Linked DNA regions of Mus musculus: all the other regions are linked to region 4. Evidence: chromatin contacts called from public ChIA-PET, HiCAR-type, HiChIP or PLAC-seq, Micro-C and promoter capture Hi-C data. All regions are on one chromosome and are shown on one strand. Each heading gives the region's core, a stretch centred on a gene start, on an enhancer-like site or on the middle of the called end of the contact. The rest is flanking DNA. Distances are from core to core; before and after follow the strand shown.

The links. Promoter capture Hi-C pulls out the DNA fragments that hold promoters and counts their contacts. Hi-C and Micro-C count contacts between places; a contact is called where the count stands out from the background. ChIA-PET counts read pairs in DNA pulled down with a chosen protein or histone mark. HiCAR-type assays count read pairs that join an accessible place to other places. HiChIP or PLAC-seq counts read pairs in DNA pulled down with a chosen protein or histone mark.
Region 1: a HiCAR-type map of fibro-adipogenic progenitors shows a contact between it and region 4, with 7 times the contacts expected there. The contact joins the enhancer-like site here to the promoter of Hikeshi in region 4. A contact is called at or near these places in 7 of 39 promoter capture datasets (the SN4741 cell line, cranial neural crest, frontonasal cranial neural crest and 4 more), 7 of 484 Hi-C or Micro-C datasets (adipose-derived mesenchymal stem cells, cerebellum, cortical neurons and 4 more), 6 of 115 datasets of contacts at active chromatin or transcription factors (craniofacial prominence, embryonic basal ganglia, embryonic limb bud and 3 more) and 1 of 9 other capture datasets (adipose tissue).
Region 2: a HiCAR-type map of kidney shows a contact between it and region 4, with 3 times the contacts expected there. The contact joins the enhancer-like site here to the promoter of Hikeshi in region 4. A contact is called at or near these places in 4 of 39 promoter capture datasets (the 3T3-L1 cell line, cranial neural crest, hippocampal neurons and 1 more), 3 of 115 datasets of contacts at active chromatin or transcription factors (fibro-adipogenic progenitors, kidney and pancreatic cancer cells) and 2 of 9 other capture datasets (adipose tissue and macrophages).
Region 3: an RNA polymerase II ChIA-PET map of memory CD8 T cells shows a contact between it and region 4, with 38 read pairs. The contact joins the enhancer-like site here to the promoter of Hikeshi in region 4. A contact is called at or near these places in 3 of 39 promoter capture datasets (the HPC-7 cell line, hematopoietic stem and progenitor cells and liver), 1 of 484 Hi-C or Micro-C datasets (CD4 T cells), 2 of 115 datasets of contacts at active chromatin or transcription factors (CD8 T cells and memory CD8 T cells) and 2 of 9 other capture datasets (adipose tissue and liver).
Region 5: a Micro-C map of muscle stem cells shows a contact between it and region 4, with 4 times the contacts expected there. The contact joins the enhancer-like site here to the promoter of Hikeshi in region 4. A contact is called at or near these places in 1 of 484 Hi-C or Micro-C datasets (muscle stem cells) and 1 of 115 datasets of contacts at active chromatin or transcription factors (bone marrow-derived dendritic cells).
Region 6: a contact with region 4 is called in an H3K4me3 HiChIP or PLAC-seq map of embryonic basal ganglia, with 4 times the contacts expected there. The contact joins the promoter of Prss23 here to the promoter of Hikeshi in region 4. A contact is called at or near these places in 11 of 39 promoter capture datasets (the 3T3-L1 cell line, the HPC-7 cell line, the SN4741 cell line and 8 more), 1 of 484 Hi-C or Micro-C datasets (embryonic fibroblasts), 5 of 115 datasets of contacts at active chromatin or transcription factors (craniofacial prominence, embryonic basal ganglia, embryonic limb bud and 2 more) and 3 of 9 other capture datasets (adipose tissue, embryonic stem cells and macrophages).
Region 7: a promoter capture Hi-C map of cranial neural crest shows a contact between it and region 4. The contact joins the enhancer-like site here to the promoter of Hikeshi in region 4. A contact is called at or near these places in 4 of 39 promoter capture datasets (cancer-associated fibroblasts, cranial neural crest, pre-B cells and 1 more), 1 of 484 Hi-C or Micro-C datasets (cortical neurons), 1 of 115 datasets of contacts at active chromatin or transcription factors (forebrain) and 2 of 9 other capture datasets (adipose tissue and liver).

The regions. Positions count from the first base shown.
Region 1 is chr7:89,498,282-89,500,981 of GRCm38.p6, reverse strand. No RefSeq gene overlaps it. Among named protein-coding and RNA genes, the nearest start is that of Prss23, 18 kb to the left of the region's middle. Within about 2 kb of position 1,306, at least 51 of the 459 cell types and tissues checked have an H3K27ac peak or open chromatin away from gene starts, as enhancers often do. A contact at or near this core is called in adipose tissue, cerebellum, cortical neurons and 2 more, where this site is marked.
Region 2 is chr7:89,433,002-89,435,701 of GRCm38.p6, reverse strand. No RefSeq gene overlaps it. Among named protein-coding and RNA genes, the nearest start is that of AI314278, 8.0 kb to the right of the region's middle. Within about 2 kb of position 1,286, at least 34 of the 459 cell types and tissues checked have an H3K27ac peak or open chromatin away from gene starts, as enhancers often do. A contact at or near this core is called in adipose tissue and kidney, where this site is marked.
Region 3 is chr7:90,354,332-90,357,031 of GRCm38.p6, reverse strand. The region is part of intron 2 of Sytl2 (synaptotagmin-like 2); the gene reads right to left. Among named protein-coding and RNA genes, the nearest start is that of Sytl2, 53 kb to the right of the region's middle. Within about 2 kb of position 1,406, at least 72 of the 459 cell types and tissues checked have an H3K27ac peak or open chromatin away from gene starts, as enhancers often do. A contact at or near this core is called in CD8 T cells and memory CD8 T cells, where this site is marked.
Region 4 is chr7:89,939,852-89,942,551 of GRCm38.p6, reverse strand. It overlaps Hikeshi (heat shock protein nuclear import factor), which reads left to right and starts at 1,348. Exons shown (of 5, transcript NM_026304.3): 1 at 1,348-1,583. The coding sequence starts at 1,554.
Region 5 is chr7:89,558,493-89,561,192 of GRCm38.p6, reverse strand. No RefSeq gene overlaps it. Among named protein-coding and RNA genes, the nearest start is that of Prss23, 42 kb to the right of the region's middle. Within about 2 kb of position 1,337, at least 48 of the 459 cell types and tissues checked have an H3K27ac peak or open chromatin away from gene starts, as enhancers often do. A contact at or near this core is called in muscle stem cells, where this site is marked.
Region 6 is chr7:89,516,300-89,518,999 of GRCm38.p6, reverse strand. It overlaps Prss23 (protease, serine 23), which reads left to right and starts at 1,414. Exons shown (of 2, transcript NM_029614.4): 1 at 1,414-1,553.
Region 7 is chr7:89,461,838-89,464,537 of GRCm38.p6, reverse strand. No RefSeq gene overlaps it. Among named protein-coding and RNA genes, the nearest start is that of AI314278, 37 kb to the right of the region's middle. Within about 2 kb of position 1,422, at least 21 of the 459 cell types and tissues checked have an H3K27ac peak or open chromatin away from gene starts, as enhancers often do.

The DNA.
Region 1 (2,700 bases), core at 57-2,556, 440 kb after region 4:
TGTGACCCAAGCGTGACTAATGTCCTCTGTGGATAAGCCATTCTGGGACACAGAACATTTTCCTTTTAAAATGGCATGCTTTACTACTCCCAGATAATTGCCAGGGCAGTCCAACGCAAAGATAGGAAACTCCACAAAATATCTCATCTTGCTTTCCCACTGTAGCAAAGATGTTTGTCGGCCAGCTACAGCAGAGTACCAGGAAGAATCATTCTGTACTGATCACCTCAATTGTGACTGTTCTTCTGTTCCATAAAGTCTCTAACGCCCCTGCTCTGTTCTTTTGGAGTTCTTAAATATAGAAAAATGCCATCAAGACTTACTGGGAGAAAGGGGAATTTAAATCGAAAAATCTAATTTTTCATGAGAGTTGTGGAAAAGGCTAAAACATTGTGATCACACTTGAATCTATAAACCTGGGCATTAACACGTGTAATTCCTTTCAGTTTATTGTTTACCAAACAGCCAGCGTTGGGTAATAAACACTCGCTAAGCGTGCTCAGATTTTCTTTACTCTCTGTCACTTTATATCTACCATTAATTAAATGTCCTTCCCATTTGCGAGCATTTCAAAGTTTCCCACTGCCCTGGAGAAGGAATTTAAAACCGTCAGGTGCACTACTCTAGCGCTGCAGTTTCTCCTGATAGCACAATTCTGTTTAGAGAGTTGTTGCTTAGTGTTTCTGACCAGTTAGGAGGAATTCCCAAGTCAAGAGTAACCTTGGGTAAAAATCAACATGTTGAAATATCACCTTGTTCTGCTTACTGCGTGATCTCAGCTTTCCTCGAATAGTATAGAAAGCAACTTTTCTCGGCCGCCGCTGCTTTTCCCCCATTCTTGGGTTGCCCCCTAGTGGTTTCCTTGACTTATAACTATGCTGCTCTCCTCCAATTCTCCGAACCCAAAAGGGACTTTCTGGTGGCTCTACTAAGTATTTGATTTAACTTTGTCTTTTCCACATCTTCTCCCATTTACAAAGGGGACATCCAAACACAGCCTCTCCCTTTTCCCTTGAAGGTAAGCAATGTGCAAAGTAGTCCAGGCACTTTGTGACGATCGATGCATTCTACTGACCGCGGTGAAATCCTTCCTAGAAGTTTCCATTGTGGCTTTGCTTCAGCGCTGTTTTCCACTTGCCTGGCGTTCACTTTCTCTGTCAACATTGGCGTGATGCCAGGTAATCTAGGGGTGCATGGATGACTTAAAGGCTGTGTTGCACTTTGAAAATGCCAATTATATATGCTGAATGCAGCTGGGCGCGAGTCCCATACTCTCATCCATAATAAACAAGTTAGCACTCTGGGGGCTCCCCCGCAGTTGGTCCCAGACTTCTTGGCTCCATCTGGATAGTTGGAACTGTGACTTGTTCACGCCCAACCATTTGAGCTTCATCCAAATGCCTTGGAAAGCCTTTGAGATCCTGTAGAAAATGAAGGAGAGGCCTGATCTGTGAGTGTCAATGCCTGACTCTCTGCTGGATGTTAGATCCCAGACATCTGTACCAGGAAGCTCAGTGCAGCAAACATTACTAATTTAAAGCCTTATTGGCTCATTAAAGAGTACCAAGAAGTTCTCAGAATTTAAAATGGTTTTATTAAAAGATTTTTCAAGAAAAATCTTACTTTTGTTAAAATCTAAATTGTAAGAGGACAGTCGATCACACAAGCTGATGCTATTTCCTCTCCAGCAACACAGGGTCTGCAGAATTGGATTAGAGACTTCTCCCAGCAAGGTTGGAGTACTGGGGATGGAGAGATGATTAGGGACACCTGCTGCTCTTGACAAGGACATTGGTCCAACTCCTAATACTCACATTGGCCAGTTCTCAATGGCTCACAATCACCGGTCACTCCAATTCCTTGGGATTCAACACCCTCTTCCTGTCCTCTGTGGGCATCTATATGGACATGGCGCATATACATACACGCTGGTAAGCACATACACTCAACATTTAAGAGTAGAGTGAGTATAAAGCAATCAGTGGGGTAACAGTACATGGTAGGAGGATACTTACTTCTTTGTATTTATAGAACGTGCTGTGTGCAAGGCACTCATTTAGGTAAAACTGAAATGGTGCATGCCCTTGTGAACGTCACATAACCACTTCCAATGAGATAACATATGAAAAATGACCTCATCTTTAGAGATGTGCACAGTCCAGTAAGATAAGGGATCTTGTGTTCTACATGACTGTGGAAAGGAGAGCCAGGATCAATGCACGGACCCTAAGGGACACCTGTTTGTCTTCAATGAAAGAAAGACTCAGTTACAATCAGCACTGGCCACAAACAGAGTGACCAGCGGCTATAGGGAACGAAGGGGCATGGCCTGCATGGTTCCTCTCGGTGGAAACAGTTTGTAAGATATTTGGAACTTAGTACAGAGAATTTCTGCAATGTTATCAAGGAGGGAATAGGTGGAATCCATGGTTCCTTCTGCTACTCAGTTTCAACACACTGGGGATGTGATGGAAACTGGGTCATTGCCATGGCTGGATGTCTTGTTAACAAGGGATCGCGAGAGCATAGCTATAAGATCTGTTCTCGATCACAACGACCAAGAGCCACAGATTGCTGACGTCTTCTGCCTCTAGCAATTAAGTGCCTGACTCTGGATCTGCCCAGGCTCAGGCAGGGGCCAGGGTAGGGGAGATCCTGTCAGGCTTCTAAAAACTAGGAGTCTGCATCTAAGCAACCAGT
Region 2 (2,700 bases), core at 37-2,536, 510 kb after region 4:
ATTATTAAATCAGATAATTGTCGAGTGCAGGGCACAATACCTGGATCAGGAAAAAAAAAATGGTTTTCTAACCCTTCATGCCTGAGCAGAAAATGCTTTAGAGATCTCAAAACTTGATCCAGAGAATTTTCTTCTTGCTCAGACAAACACACAGCAAGTGACCTGGTGACCTAGATAAAGAGAGACTTGCATCCTGGTTCATGGTTTCCCATGTTTTTCACTTGTTCACTTGATGTTTGTTTGTTTGCCTTCTATCTCTGCATCTCTTGAGATGTGGGGCAAGTAATATGTATAGGTAGAGAAGGCTTAGGGGCTTGAGCAGCAACATACTCATAAGTGACTATAAAGCCCTTGAAAGACAGCTAGCTTTAATTTTGCAAGTATAAAACACATACCTAGTTTTAAATATTTGGCAAAAAAATAAAATATTGTTAATAATTTTATATTAATTATACAATGAAACAATATATTGCATACCAGTGAGTTAACTGAGATTTAATCCTAATTTTATCCATTTTTTCCATTTGTTTAATGTAATTATTGTAAAATTTTAAATCCTGTGTATAGCTAGATTTCAGTCAGAGCTGAGTGAATGTCACTAACTGGGTGAAAGATCATTGAATACATCCTGGACTTCAGGCTCTGCCCCCTACACTTCTAAGGTTGTAAGGCACTTTATAAGTTACAGTATCCTGGGATATTACAAATGTTAGGATGTAGATTTGTTTGTTTTGAATGGAGATCTAGTAAATTACTACTATGGGACAAATACCTTTACATGAATTGGCATTTAGTCTGTAGAATAAATATAAAAAGAAAAAAATGGCTTTCCCTTTGCCAATGAGAAAGAGAATACCTGTAGAAATTAATAGAGTTAGCTATGGTGGGTGACCTTGTTCTAAAGAGGCAGAGATAGCCTGGCATCTTCATTTCACCCCCACTCTCTAGCTCTTTGTTAAGTTCTCAATAGAAAAATTAGTTCAGGAGCAACCAGGGATACTTCCACGCACTTGCCCCTAAGGTGTGTTTTCTTGTTTAGTAGAATCTTACATTGTTGGGAAAATCTTACATGGTTGCAAAAGAATGTTTTCAAGAGGCTCCTTGAACACTGGAAAAGAAAGCCCCGTTCTCGACAGCTTTGGTAGATCATTGACGCCTAGTAGAAAAGTATTAGAAGCTGCTAAAGGAGAGAGGCTCAAAAAGCGAACAGGCAGAGGAGCTGCTGGTAGTTAATTGTTCACTAGCTCTGGAAGATGTGGCTGGGAGGGCAGCAGGAGTGAAACGTTGACCAGCTCTGATTTAGATGCAGGAATGTACTGGGGAGGCAAGGAAGGTCATGGGAGCAGTTGGCACCTGAGACAGCTCCCATGGGCAAAATTCCTGAGAGGAAAAGGGAGTGTGCTCAGAGGGGAGGAAAGGGCCTCTGGCCTCAGAATTCCTTTATTTCCCTAACTCCTATGGTTGTTTCCAGAACCTGATTTAAAAAATAAAAATTAAAAAAAAAAAAGTGGTGAGGTCATGTTTGGCTTTCTACCCCAACAAACTCTCCTAAATTTTATATGTGGGACAGGAAAAATAAAGATGAATTAAGAAGATATTTGCCCTGGCCTCTGAGCCAAACTGAAGAATGGAATGAACTGGCTTAGAGGCCCTTGGACCTGGGTTCAAGTGTTGGCTCCGTCTCACCAAGCAGTCTTAGGTAGTTAGGTAAGTCCCTGTACTAAACTGGAAAAGAGCCGTGATAAAGCTTCTCTCCACGTGCTGCTACAGTGGTTAATAGATAAGGAGAAAGCTCCTGGTTCCTTCTTCAATTGATGTTTAGTTGAAAGGTGGCAAAGGCAGTATCTAGCTGTTTAAAATAGCCCAAGGACTCCCACAGCTCCTGGGGTAAGTCTCCAGGCTCCATCCCTCTGTGATCCGATCCTAGCTCATCTATAGAGCATCCCTTCTCTCTGCCTCCTCCTTACCCCCTCCATGCCCCCACTTTGTGGAAGTTTCTGATCTGTGACCCTTCTAGAATCAACATTCTGCATGGTGAGGCTTCCTTAACATTTTTGAAGTCCTTTTGTCACTCAAGGGAGTTACCCTTCAAAGGCCTCCCTCCAGTACAATCCTCCTCCAAGCAGCCTTGGTCCTCTCCGGGGCTTAGAACTTAGTCCCCTGTGGCTGAGTTTGCTAGCCACAGATATAAATTGACAAGGAGCTTGTTGCGTTTCTCTTAAAGTACGAAAGTTTGCTGGCTGCCTGCCTGCCTAGTTTCTGTCATAGAGACGCGGATTAAATTTCTCTTGGACTAGTTTATAAAAGCCCTAGATGCTGGATGGAAAAGTGATTTGCATTTTCTCTTGGCAGGAATTCTCTAAGTGAGAACAGCGTTGAAAAAACAACTGTTTAACTAGAGCTCCAGCATGGTGATGGTGTATGTGTACGTGCTGTGTGTGTGAACATGCACATGCATGTGGCCGAGTCTGGCCAGGCTGATAAGCTTCTTCTTATTGGTTGACAAACTCCAGAGGCAGAAAATCAAGATAAGGAACAGTTTTGTAGATATGATGACCCTACTGGCAACATAGTTTCATGGTTGGGTTTTAGAGTTGATGTTACACTCCTCACCAATTGAGGCAGATGAGAAATCTTAACCAAATCATCAGAAAGAAAGATTCTTGGCCATTCTGGATGTAGGGGTGGGGTGCTATTGAG
Region 3 (2,700 bases), core at 157-2,656, 410 kb before region 4:
GCCTAGCCTCCTCTTTCTTAAGTATGCTTCAAGGAAGTGGTTCTTTGTCTACCAAACATAAACTCTCCTCTAGTATTGCCTCTCCTGATCACCTAGGAAGAAGTGGTTCTGACCCGAGCATTCTCATCACATTCCTTAGTCACACACCGTCACAAAAGGCTATCTACAAATCCTGACAGGCACAGCATCATTACTTCCCAGGCCTCAGCCACCAAAGGATCAAGTGCTTCAGATAGTTTGCTCATGGCTTAAGGCTCTTGATCAAGCAGACAGTCCCTGCTGGGCTGCTGGCGGTAGTTCTTAATTTTTCTCCTTCCAGAAGAACCACAGTTCTGTCCAATTAAAGAAGGGGAAAAAAATCTACCTGTTCATGATCAGACTGGGCATGGAAGCAGGGCATTCATTCCATATATATTTGCTTAATGTCTTAAACACAATATGCTGGCAGAGGGCAGGAATGTCACTTTTTGGATTTATTTCCCAGAAGGCACTCCCAAGCCCCAGTTGCCAGCACACTCAACTTCTCATTGTTTCCAACACTGCTCTTCTGTTATCTGTAGGTATTAGTGGTAGAAATGTCTGGCTGATACTATAGGCTCTGGAGGCTCTCCCAAACAGGACCAAAGCCTAGTTTGAATTCCACCTAAACATGACAATGGAAAGAGTAGAGAACCATCCTACATTTCAGTCTCCTTGCTTGTAAAGATGGGGAGGATAAGACCTGCTTTTGAAGACTTTTGAGATAATTTATTGGCATGCTAGCCTGGACGTACTTAGCAGTGCCCAGCTCTTGTAAAGAGGCCGATGACCTCTGCACATCTTTGTGTGGCTTTGTCCAGCTGCTCCTCCCACTGCTGCTTCTGCAGACTCAGCCTGAGCACCACAAAGACACACTGTCTTTTTCCTTGTTCCCACAATACCACCCTTCCTCATTTACACAGTATTCCTAGGCTCTGTTTATACATCTCTTTCACTCAGTCATTTGTGGATGCAAGCTCCTTAAAGATAAGGCTTATATCCTTATCACCATTTATAGTTCTGTCATGAAGTACAGAGACTGGCACAAGGTTGGTACCCAGTAACTGTTTGCTGAGTAAGTCATTGAACAATTAAGTGATCAACAGCCACAGTGGTCTGAATAAGAAAAGATACAAATGAAGATCCCATCACTGCCAAGTTTCAGGGGACCAGAGGCCACCATAGTGGCAGAATTTCTGATGAGGTAGGACTACTCATCTCTCCTCAGAACAGGAAAAAACACACCATGACATATGGTAACCTGTTGGTGTACCACAAACCCTCATAGCAGCGACTCCCAGTTTCTCTTCATGAGATTGTTTTTGCTAACCAAAAAGTACTTTGCAATAGAGCCTTTGGAGGTCTTTGCAGCCTTGGTCTCCTCTCATCTTAATAAGCATCTGCAAGGCCCCAGTGTATGCACAAATGGCACCGAGGCTATGTGAGTCACACCCTCAGAGACACATGGCCCCAGAAGCGGTTAGTCAGCATTGTGGTAAGAACAGGGTTTCTGGCTCTTTTGTTTGAAAGTGGTAAAAGAATAAGAATTCTTTCAAATTTAGTGAGAGCCACTTTTGCATTTTCTAAGATGATTATTGCTGTAGGTTTTTAATATTCTCTGGTTTTTTTTCTTTTATCTTGGTCACATGTAATATTCTGGAGATGACTCCCTATATGTAATATCAGAATTAAGTTCAGTCATTTGAATGACCCCACTGTGATGGTACCAACATCTCTTCTAATAGCTCTGCTATTTCTCCTTTCTTCTGAGCTATACTTGAATGAGCCATATTAGCCCTGGATTTTCTAACTGCTGTACCATCTAGCTGAGGGGAAAAGGGTAGATTTCTTAGGACTAACACTGTTTCTGCTCACCACCCTCTCTATACATGCACACTAGCACAAAGAAGAGACCTGCCGGTGGGCAGGTAGGTGGGAGAACATCACTCAGCCCAGAAAAACCACTGCTCTGTCATCCTTTCAGAGCAAGCCTCTAGTTGTTTTTGCCAGCTGAAAAGTACTTTGCGATAGAGCCTTTGGAGGTCTTTGCAACCTTGGTCTCCTCTCCTCTTAATAACTGGCTGCAAGGCCCTGGTGCACACACAAACAGCACAGGCTATGTGAATCACTCCAGTGTACAGGCCTCCGTGCTTCCATTAACTTCCACACAGTCTCCTTGTACAAGCATGACATTTCATCTCACTCTTTCTGTCTCTCAACGCCCCGCCCCCTCCCAATATATTTTAGGAAAGATGATAAGATTCTGTGACTTAAAAATGACCTCATTTTCTATATGAGATGGTTCAAGTCCAGAGAAGTTAAAAGTCTTGCCCAAGGTAGCACAGGGCCAGGCCCAGAAGATAGCTTGACTCTCACCTCTCCTGCATTGCCTGGGAAAGCCTAACAAGATTTTGGATTCTAAGGTAATTGTCACACTTTATTCTTTCTACCAAGGGACTCATGCATTGATGGAGAGTCTAGAAATCAACAGACCTAGAAAGAAAGTGAATTGAAATGTCCCTTAAAATGATAAGAAACACATTTTTGGGGATGTGGGCAGACCACAGATGCCCATAATCTGCAGAGATTCAGCACAAAGTGGGAACGCACATGGGCTTTCCTGGTGGACCAGCAAGGCTGTCATCTTGCAGGCTGCTTACTCTCTTCCACTCTATTTTCCCA
Region 4 (2,700 bases), core at 99-2,598:
GGAGGTGGAGGAGAAGGATCAGGAATCCAGTATTATCCTCGACTACACAGCACGGTCCAGGCTAGTCTAAATTATGCAAAACCTTGTCTATTTAAAAAACAAACAAACAGAGAGACAAATAAATGAATAAAAACAAACAAACAAACACCAATCCCAAAAGATGAGCAGCAGTGTCACACACTTTTTTATTTTTTGGCTTTTTGAGACAGGGTTTCTCCGTGTAGCCTTGGCTGTCCTGGAACTCACTTTGTAGACCAGGCTGGCCTCGAACTCAGAAATCTGCCTGCCTCTGCCTCCCATGTGTGGGATTAAAGGTGTGCGCCACCACGCCCAGCTAGTATCAGATACTTTTAATTGTAGCATTTAGCAGGTAGAGGGAAGCAGATCTGAGTTTGATGCCAGTCTGGTCTAGAGTGAGTTCCAGAACAGCTCAGGCTACATCGAGAAACCCTGTCTTGGAAAACAACTCCCCAAAGTGAGAAAACTTAGATTATTATTTTTTTTAAAAGGCATTTTTACAACAAAACTCCCTAAGCAGCACCAGACCCTATTCTTAGTGGCAGTTATCAATTAATTCATCATTTAATCCTTCCAGCAACCCAATAGGTCTATTTGTCTCAGTTTGCAGATGATTGACTGATGAAGCTGTTATATAGCTTGCCTACAGTTGTACAGCACATTAGTTGGGGCGGGGAGGAAGCACAAGTGAAGCACTACAAGAAATATAAGCAAGAACACAACTACGTGTTAAAACTAGTATTTAGTGGGGAAAAGGACTTCTGGACCTCTATAGCTTTAGTGGTCCACGCCTATAATTCCAGCAATTGGAGGCTGAGAAAGGAGTGCACAAGTTCGAGGTCTACCTGGGCTAGGTAATAAGACACTGCCATAAAAATGAGATAAAAATATATTAACATTTTTGATATAATGTTTGTCAGGAAGAATGCAGTAAGTTGGTTGCAACTTGAATTTACGCTCCAAAAATCAATTTTTCAAGCTTCCGGGCAGGTTATGCCGAACCAATTGCCCTCCGTATAAAACGGAGATAATATTTATCCCATTAAGCTTTTGAAAGGAGAGGCTGGGTGAAACGATTCTGGCAAAGGCGTATTGTTACTCCTAAAATGTTACACAACCGCCAGAAAGGTCTTCTCCCAGCACCACCTTTAGAAACTTTGACTCACACAGGCACGGAAATCATGTACTATCAGTAGTAACTTTCAAATTCTCCCGGCTCGCCCTCTGGGAGGCTGGCGCACTGCACTATGGGATTTGTAGTCTTAGCGCGATACCAGCTCCTCCTTACTACCTTAGAAGGAGGAAATGGGTGTAATGACCCGGAAGTACTCGTTCCGGAGAGGCGTGCAAGTTAGGAAGGAAGGGTCAGAGGTCGCCGGCCCAGATGCGTTCCTGTGTTGTTATGTAGTGGAGGGTCACGTTCCTTCCTGCAAATTCTGGAAGGTTCTTGAGTTCAATTAGGACAGTGGCTGCGGAATTCCTGGTGTCCGGCCTGAGGTGCCCGCTGGCCTAGCAGAGGCGCCGAGGGCGCTGCCATGTTTGGCTGCCTGGTGGCGGGGAGGCTGGTGAGGATGGCCCGGGCGGTGGCAGGAAGGGGTCGGTGACTGAGAGCTGGGTGGTGGCACGGTGCACGGCGCTTGGAACGCGGGGAAACCTGGTCATTGTGCTTTTTTTCCTGGGCGTGTGCGACGGACGGGCAATGGGACGCTGGCCCCACTCTTAGCTGTGTTTGCGAGGCTGTCAGGATGTGACTGCATTTTGTTGAGTGCGGATTTTGTTCCACCTGCTGGGTTGAGTGCTGTAGTTACTTGTTAATTTCAGCCTTCTGTACGGCATTTCGCCGTAACCGTGGTAACTCGTGAGCTAGTCTTTCTCTCTTTGCTGTTCAGGAACGTACACTCAGTAGATAGTGTAGTAATTACTCTTGTAAATTGATAATGCTACTTAGAAGTAAAGCTGAGATTTGTAATCTAAAGCTAAGTGGTTTTCGGAAAAATTCAATTTTCCGGACAATGAAGGTGTTTTGTTTTGTTTTTCCTTTTTGGTGTCTTTGGAAGGCCCCCCCCCCCCTTTCAGAAGTTTACCGACCCAGTTTAAAATACAATAATTGCAAGTTGCTTAATAGAAATGACTGAAATTTAGGTGTGAGCCGTACCTGTGATAACTAAAGGATTCGAGTACAATGCTTTCTTTTTGGTCAGAGAGATGCCCTTGCTTAGCCAGAGCCTTAGAATGAAATGAAATGAAATGAGTGCGGGAGTGGTTGAGGAGTAACCAGAGTGAATCTTGTTTGCTCTTTAGAAACCAGCGATGTATCCGTCTTGAGACGTGACTCCTTTCTCTTTAGAGCTATTCTTGTTTTGTTTCTCCTTGTTTTGTTAAATACTGCAACCTCTTTGTTAAATTGTGCCTCACGTGTGGTAAGCGAGAGCTCCACGCCTCCGTTTTCACCAGCTTTTGATAATGTATTCTATACACGCTGCTCTTAAGAAAAACACGTGGTTCCAAGAAACCATGGACTTCTGTCTGCAGTGAATGGGAGGCTCCTGTGGAGGTGAGGTAGTGCTAACCCTGGTCAATAGCTTTTGGAATGTCCCAGTAGGAGCTCTGGGGTTTGGAAGATGAAAGAAACAATTTGAGAAGAACGTGTTCCTCAGATGTCTGCCATTAATAAAGCCCAGC
Region 5 (2,700 bases), core at 88-2,587, 380 kb after region 4:
GTCAAGCTCTGAGCCCTGCGTGGGATGTGAAAACTGAGTCACATGGCAGTGACTCACTAGCTTGCGACCACACAATGAGTCAGACAAGAAAGGCCCAGGGACACTCTTTTAAAAGTCTAAGTTATGCAAACTGTCTCTTGGAGAACCACCCTTGAAGGAGAGAAGGCTCCATGGTAAATGGGTGGGAAGACTTGTCAAGACTCCCATCCCATATCCTAGAATAATGACATGCATCTGAAATCTTGGAACTTTCTGCAATAGATTCTAATGCTGTCAACAAATTCATTATTCCCTTATACCCACTGATGGTCCCTACGGACTGGGCCCAGCTTATTCCCATTCACCAGCTGATTGTGCTTCAGCTCTTACAAAACCCAGAGTCAGTCTCAGGATACAGCAGAGGCAGGACACAGCTTTGTTACAGAGTCCATTCGATGAGATCTTGAGCCAACAGTTTACTCTACTTCCAAAAATAAAAACAGAAGTAATGGTATACCTAAGAGACTGCACAAAAAAAAAAATAAGTGAGGCATTATTTATAAATCATATGAATCAACTTGTCTTGTTTGATCATTGAATACATGTATTATTCACTAAACACTGTGTGATGACTGGAAAGAGAGCAGTGACCAGCTAGAGACAACCTGAGGATCAGGTTTCTTCTTCAGCCACAGCCTGGCTGAAGAGGAGTATCAGGCTTTGACTCCCTCTGGATGTGAAAAAGATGAGAGAGAAGAGAGCTGATGTTCTACTGGTAATGCGTTTTATGACCTCTGTACAATCACGTCTGCCCCCTGAGCTTCAGTCCCCTCACCCACGAGCAATGCGGGCTGTTTTGTGCTCCTGTTCTATATTTCAATGTCTGATGCGCAGTGTGGAGCACGAGCCTGAAATTCAGGTCCCTAGGCTCCTCCGCCAGTGAGCAATCCCTGGTCCTGAGTTTATTTTACAACCTTCCCTGAAATGCAAGGTTAAATTTTCCCAAATGTTATGAATATGAAGATGCATTTTATGTCAATTAATTTTAAAACATGAGTATTGATGCATTTTATGTAGTTAGTTTGAAAAATACAAAGAACTGAAAACTACTTATTAATGTATTAAATTTTGAGATGCATTTATATTCTATCAATTTCACAATATACAGTACTCAACACTCTGTGATCGTGGCTACCCTCTAATAATTTGAGAAGGGTATATAAGTTTGAGAAATAGTGTTCTTTGTGTAGGTAGGAAACCATGCTATTTATTAATAATCTAGACAGTGTTTGACACCCTTTGCATTAATGTGTCATAATACTCCTCTCCTGGGCACGTAGCCACAAGTTCTCTGTGAATTCCTATCTCGTGACTAATAATTTATCATTCTAACTGGAGACCTTTTGGGCATTTGGCTAGACACTGGGTCCTTTCCTCATACTTCAAATCTAAAAGGGAATCTTAGCTGTGGACGAGCTAGGGCTTCAGGAAATTCTGGCTGCATCTGCTGATTTGTAAGAAAACTAGACAGTTTATTATGAGGGTGAAGAGAGGGTAGATGCTGTTTACTAGCAGAATTTCAACATAATATACACAGATTATCAGTTATGAGGCGACTTTGTGAAAGAGAACTACGAATTCTTTTGTGACCAAATCAAACATCAGAAGAAAATAACCTTGCCAGCTTTCAGGCACACATAGGTCAGAGCTACAGGGCAGGCCACACGTCCAGATTTACTTCATTAGATGATAATAGGCCATAGCCTAAGTCAGGCTTAGCTGTAGAGCTGGTGGGAAGACCCTGAGGTTGACTCCAGGGAACTACTCAGGGAATTGATCAGTGCTCAGAGGCATTCTTTCATTACTCTGCCAACCAGGCCCCACCCAGGCTTGTGGAGAGGGCAGCTGCAAAGTGGGCAACATGGCTGCGGAGTGTTCTTAAAGTCCTGCCACAGGCGGTCATGGCAGCGCAGCAGAACTGGAATAATTCATGTTATGAAACACAAACAGTGGCTTAGAGTTCTAACTCTGCATCTGGCCAGCTGTGCAGTCCTACACAAATCACTTAACCTCTCTGAGCTTCACTCTTCTCAGGTGTAGAGTAGACTTGATAACCCTATATCATAGGGATATTAAAGGATTAGCGCTAGGGTACAGATGGTGCCTGAGCTGCTACAGAAAGGGAAGTGGATTTTAAAGCCTGCTTTGCAGATCTGTCTGTCCTCCTCCAACCCAGCCCGCCAGGCACAGTCCTCGTCTCTTGATTATAAAGATGATCAAAAGCTTTTGCTTCTGCTAGCACACCAAGAGCCAGGTTCCCTCCTCAGTGGCACCGTCTGGAGTCCTTACTGCCTCTGCGCGAAGGCCCATTCTGGATGTTTAGACTCCGATGATGATGGGAACAAAAGGCGGCGGAAATCTGTCACTGGTAATGCGCAAATGGGATGTTGGCTGAATCTCTCTGGCAAATATTCTCAGAACATTCCTCCTCTGCCCTTAGGGTGAGGAGGAAAAGCATTCACCCCAGATTGTGGGGGTGGGAAAAATCTGCTCTTCATTAGGGGGTATTGTGTACAGTGGGATCGGCCCTTCAGAGCAGCAGTGTCCACAGCCTGGGTGCTAACTCTCTGAGGCCAGATCTTCCCAGCATCCAAAACCAGGTTCCAGAACCCAGACGGGTTCAATACCAAGTCTCACATTTTTTCCTTCTCTCCTAGTGAA
Region 6 (2,700 bases), core at 165-2,664, 420 kb after region 4:
AGGTCTAAGAAGGTTTTGCCTTTAACGTGGTGGACAATACTAGTTTCCTTTATGTTTGAGAAACACTACTCAACAATGTGTTCAGGGCTTTCCTATTTAAAGGCAAGGCAAACACTAGCTCACTGGACATGTCACTAACATCCTGGTGTGGAATAGGATGTCAGGCCCTCCCTTTCTGAGGGCAAGCTTTGACAGGAAAAAAGGAAGGCTACTCTGGGATTGACAGGAGAAAAAAGAAGGAGGAGGAAGAGGAGGAGGAGGAGGAGGAGGAGGAGGAGGAAGAGGAGGAGGAGGAGGAGCAGGAGGAGGAGGAGAAGGAGGAGAAGGAGGGAGAGGAGGAGGAGGAGGAGGAGGGAGAGGAGGAGGAGGGAGAGGAGGAGGAGGAGGAGGAGGAGGAGGAGGAGGAGGAGGAGGAGGAGAGAAGAAAACGACCTCTGCAAAATTTTGTCCTACTGTTCAGGAGCTGTCTGACTGCTAGCAAGATTAGGCCTCTCCAGTCCTCCAGTCCTGAGGGGAAATCCACAGCTCCACCCTTTTCATCTCCATGACCTGCATGAAGGGTTGGTTCACAGAAATGGATGTGTGGATAGTCTTAAGAGACTACTAAGACTATATAGCATTAGATATTTAAATAGTGAGGTCACCAGGCTGACTCAGTCCCCCAGGTGTGGACTTCTCCAGTGATTTAGGGAAACAGGCACCATAAGCTAGGAGGTGGCTCCACCAGCTGGTGCCCTGGTGCCCCAGTAAAGACCAGGCCGGGGGCGTCACCAGTCAACCCCTGGGAAGCTGCCAAGTCCGCGATCCCTTGCTGTGCTCTGGGACCCAGTATGCTAGCAGCTGAACTGCAGGGCCTGCAACCTCGGTAGCCTGCCTCTGGATTACAAACTGAGGTACACTCTAGAAGCGCTAGAGGAGGAACTAAGGTGGAAAGGAGCTCGGTCGTCACTATTCAAGGCGCACAGAATGCGCACGGGTGAGGAGCTTACAAGTTTGAATTCTGCTTTGCAAACTTGCCTAGCGGCGCTCCACGCACCCGGGGTGCTGGAGGACTGGAAGGTTGGAAGGGACCGCCCACTCTGGAGCATTGCTTTAGCAGACTCTGGGCAATGTAGACCCCTAGAACTTGGTGTGAAGTTGTCTAGAGCGGGAGAGTGCAAGAGTCACTGGTAGGAGCCGTTCATCGGACACGGTGCAGGGGCATCGAGTACGGGGACCCGCTGGTGGTGACGCGCTGCGGAGACCCACCTGCGCGGGGCCCGAGGGTTCTGGACCTCTGAATAGCAGGGTGACGCTGGCTGGAGGCAGGCGGCTAGGGGAAGGGGAGGCGACGGCCGGCGGGCTGCGCGGCTCGCGGCTGGGGGCGGGGCGGGAGGGCCCGGGAGGCGAAGGGGAGGGGATGGGGGGCGGACCGGGTGCTGCAGGCTCTGCTGGACCTCAGGCTCGCACTCGGCCACTCTGCGGAGCAGGCATGGGAGCCGCGCGCGTCCTCCGGGCGCCCACACCTGTCTGAGCGGCGCACGGCCGCGGCCCCGGCGGGCTGCTCCACGCGGGTGAGTGCGATGCGGGGACCCGGCGTCTCCCGCTGGGTCCGAAGGACCAGGCGTGTGCCGGAGCCGGACAAAGAGTCGGGTGCGCGCGGGGTGGGGTGGCTGCGGGTAACACCGGGGAGTTTGCCGTGGCTTCCGCACAGACTCTGGGCTTAGGACAAGAGCCTGAAAGAGCCTCCCTCCCCGGACACCGGCTCTGTACAGCGTTTGGATTCACTCAGTGTCTCTCTTAAAGTGGATGGGGAAAAGAAGGTTTTGAAAGCGCTGTCTTGGATGCAAGGTGTTGTCTAGGGGTCAAGTGGAGCTGTGTATGGCAAGGTGTCCCTGGAGAGGTCAAGGTAGGCTCTCCCCCACGAACACACACTGTAACCTCTACCATTTTCTTTCTTTGAGTTTTGCGCCTACTGTATCTGACTTCATCGTGCTCTGAGCATTAATTTTTAACCTGGCACGTGACTATGAACACACCTTAACAAGCAAGAAAAAGTCAGCAAACACAAGTTGGGATCAGGCTCTGTGCTGGGTGCCGACTTTGCTCTGAGTGCTAAATCTAGAAAATTATGCCTGGGCTATCAACAGTTGTTGGAAGCAAATATTTCTTCAGCATGTAGCCATTTATCACAAATTGCTAACTGAAAGAAAAGATTTGCCCTCCCCTAGAACTTTTAAGAGAGGAAGATGTGTTTAGATGGAGCAATACCACCCCCTCCTGAAATGGAGCCGATTCTCCCTCCCACCTCCCTCAGAGCATCCCTTGAGAAAAGCCTCTGATTAAAATCCTGTTTGTTTTATTGTCCATTGGGTGACATCCACGAGAATTTAGAAACAGCCCGTAGCCTGTGGAAAGTTCCAGATGATTCAGGATCTCGGTTAGTATAGAAATTGCTACTCCCAGGTCTTGTAAGTGAACTTGAGAGGTCCTAGCGAATGCCTTAAGGACAGATAGGTCAATACAAAATAGCCTTATCAGGCTCTGTGAGAAGAGTTTGATTTATAGTTGAAGTTAGGTTTTTCCAAAATCCCTATTGCAAATTAGTATCAGGATATTGTTAGACATTGTTTCGGGGGGGGAAAGTGTTTAAAAGAACTATTACCTGTCTTTCTAGGAGTCTCCTAGGAGTGAGGTACAGTAGTGCATGCCTGTGAATCC
Region 7 (2,700 bases), core at 173-2,672, 480 kb after region 4:
CGGAGCTGCATGCAGGAAGCAGATGGTCTTCTGCATTCTGAGAGGTTGTTGATCACTCTTGAGATTTTGTTGAAAGGTTGCTCAATCATTTCTGAGCTACAACCCTCAATACTTAGTGGCAAGCCCCATCTGAGGTCCTGGTAGTGGGCTTTTGTGTCTAGACCACAGGAATTCTATCCTCAGTCTCCAACATGAGGGTGTTTGAAATTGAGAAGGTAGCTTCATGCTGACAGCACAGCTACCAGCCAGATGCTTCAAAGCAGGAGGATCCAACTGAATGACTTCAGAAGGAAGAGCGTATTAACTCGTCATACTGCCTAGCAGATGGCAGGTTTGCACTTGCGGAGCATTTGCTGCCAGGATGAAGTCATGTCTTTTGCAGTTACTGCCTCGTTATTTTTAATGGATGTTGATGCAGTACACCTTACAAAGACCTGGGGATGTGCCTGGCCCAAATCCTTCAGAGGGGATCTTTTTGAAGATTTAAAGGAAGTGGAAATGATGCTTTCTGCCCATCTCTGTTAACCGCTAGTAGAAGCTAAGACGCTTTTGACAGTCCTTCTGTTACTCACACTTCCTGTCTAGTTAGTGGATGTCAAAAGATGGGCACAGCAAGCTCACCCCTTGCCCTGCAGATCAGGGACCTCTGCTGCCCAGAGATTCGGTCTCTGTCTTGGTATTTTCTGTGCCACAGAAAACACCCAAAGCACCAAAGCAAAAGAATTCATTATGATGAACGTCTGTTCCCATTCTCATAACAAAAATACCGAGACAGGACAATTTACTGAACAGAATTTTAATTCTCACAATTCCAGCTTGGAAGGCCAAGATTGTGGTTGACAGCAGGATTGCTGTCTGTCCACAGCCTTACTTGTTGCTCCACCACCCAGAGGAGACAAGTACAGTGACCACACAGCAGAGGAGTCAGAAGAGGCAAAAAACAGAACTGAATTCACCCGCTTAAGACCATTCCTAAAAGTCTAATCCCCGTGTGAGGCAGAGCCTTGAAGACCCAATTGCTTTTTAATGGCCATTCCTCCTGATGATGCTTTGCTGGGGGATAAAGTTCAATGTGAAGTTTGGCGAGACACACATTCAGTCCAAGGTACAGCCAAGCAAGTCCTGCCTGTCTGCAACTCTTGGGGAACAGAGTGACCAGACAGATAGCTTATTTTCCATCCTGAGACTTTTTCCACAGTACATGCCAAACCTTAGACATAACCCATGAATAATAGAACTATACCTCCTCCCCCATTCTGCATCCTTTTCTTCTGTACACTGGTCCTGTCCCCCCTAAATCAGCCAGAGAGCTTCCTCCAAACACCAATATCTAAGCTTGGGAGATGGCTACTGGTTAAGAGAGCTTACTACTCTTCCAGAGGAACCAAGTTCCATTCTCAGTACCCTGGTGGACTACTCACAACTGCCTGTAACTCCAGCTCCAGGGGACACAAGACCTTCTTTACCACAGTCACCTGTGTACAGGTATGTTCACACACAAATGTAAATAAAAAGAAATCGTTTAAAACACCAATGCCAGCCAGGGCTGGGAGGATAGCTCATTTGGTAAACACAGAGGCAGGACTATGCTCAGGGCTTGCTGAGCACCAAGTCTAGCCTAATAAGTGCACTTCAGGCCTCACTTTCTTGTATCAAAACATGGTTGACAGCTCCTAAGGAACACCACCTGAGGTTGCTTCCAGCCTTCGCACACGTGCACGTACTTGCATGCATACTTAAGTGGAAACTTAAGGATTCTTTGGAGAGTCAATTGTGTTGCATGGTGTTTTGCTAGGACAAACACATGAAAGAGTTTTCCTGAAGTGGACACAGATGAAAGACTAAGGCAGACTTGTGAAGGAATGTTTCACCGAAGCAGACACAGGAGAAAGGATGTTCTGCTAAAGCAAACATGTGAAAGGACATGTGATGAAGGATTCTTTGCTAACGATAAGCATGTATTGGTCCACCTTACTTTGTGTAGTTGAGCGGCATTTGTTGGGACTCCTTAGACTGGAGTTGATTGGATGCACGTGCTAAGGCAAGACCTGCGCTGAGGCAAGGCACGTGGAGGACACATGATGTTTGGAGGGTATACATAGGACTTGACAGAGTGAGGGAGAGGGAGCTTGGCTTGCTGGTACAGCTAGCTGTGCAATGCTTGTGGGTCTCAAGTCTTTGCTGATCTTCACTTCCCTGAAAGAGGCACAGCATAGAACTTCTCCTGATGTTCCTGCTGGTCCCTTATGCTGATTCTATCTGAGGCTGAGGCCCGGCTATTTCTGCTAGGTTGTGTCATCGCTGTTGCTAACCTGACTCTATCACACTGGACTGCTGGTGTATCCATGAAGTGTTTTCGAGTAGATCGAACTGCCACTGACTGCTAACCTATTAACTGAATTGCCGATTTCCAGATAACACAGACAGGAGCTGCTACAAAGAACCATTCTAAGCAGGTCCACTTCCCCATATCCTTTCTTTTCCACTTCCTCTGGTGGGTGGTGGGCTACAAGGGAGGTTAAGGCATTTAAAAATAAGGTTTAAAAAATTAAAATTACACATATCCACAAACACATGTGGGGTGTGTGTGTATGTGTGTGTATGTCACAGCAAGTACTGTAATCAAAATGAGAGCACTCATTTTAATCAGAATTAAATTTTTTAAAGTACAGAATTTAAGAATACACCCCAGAGGTTTAA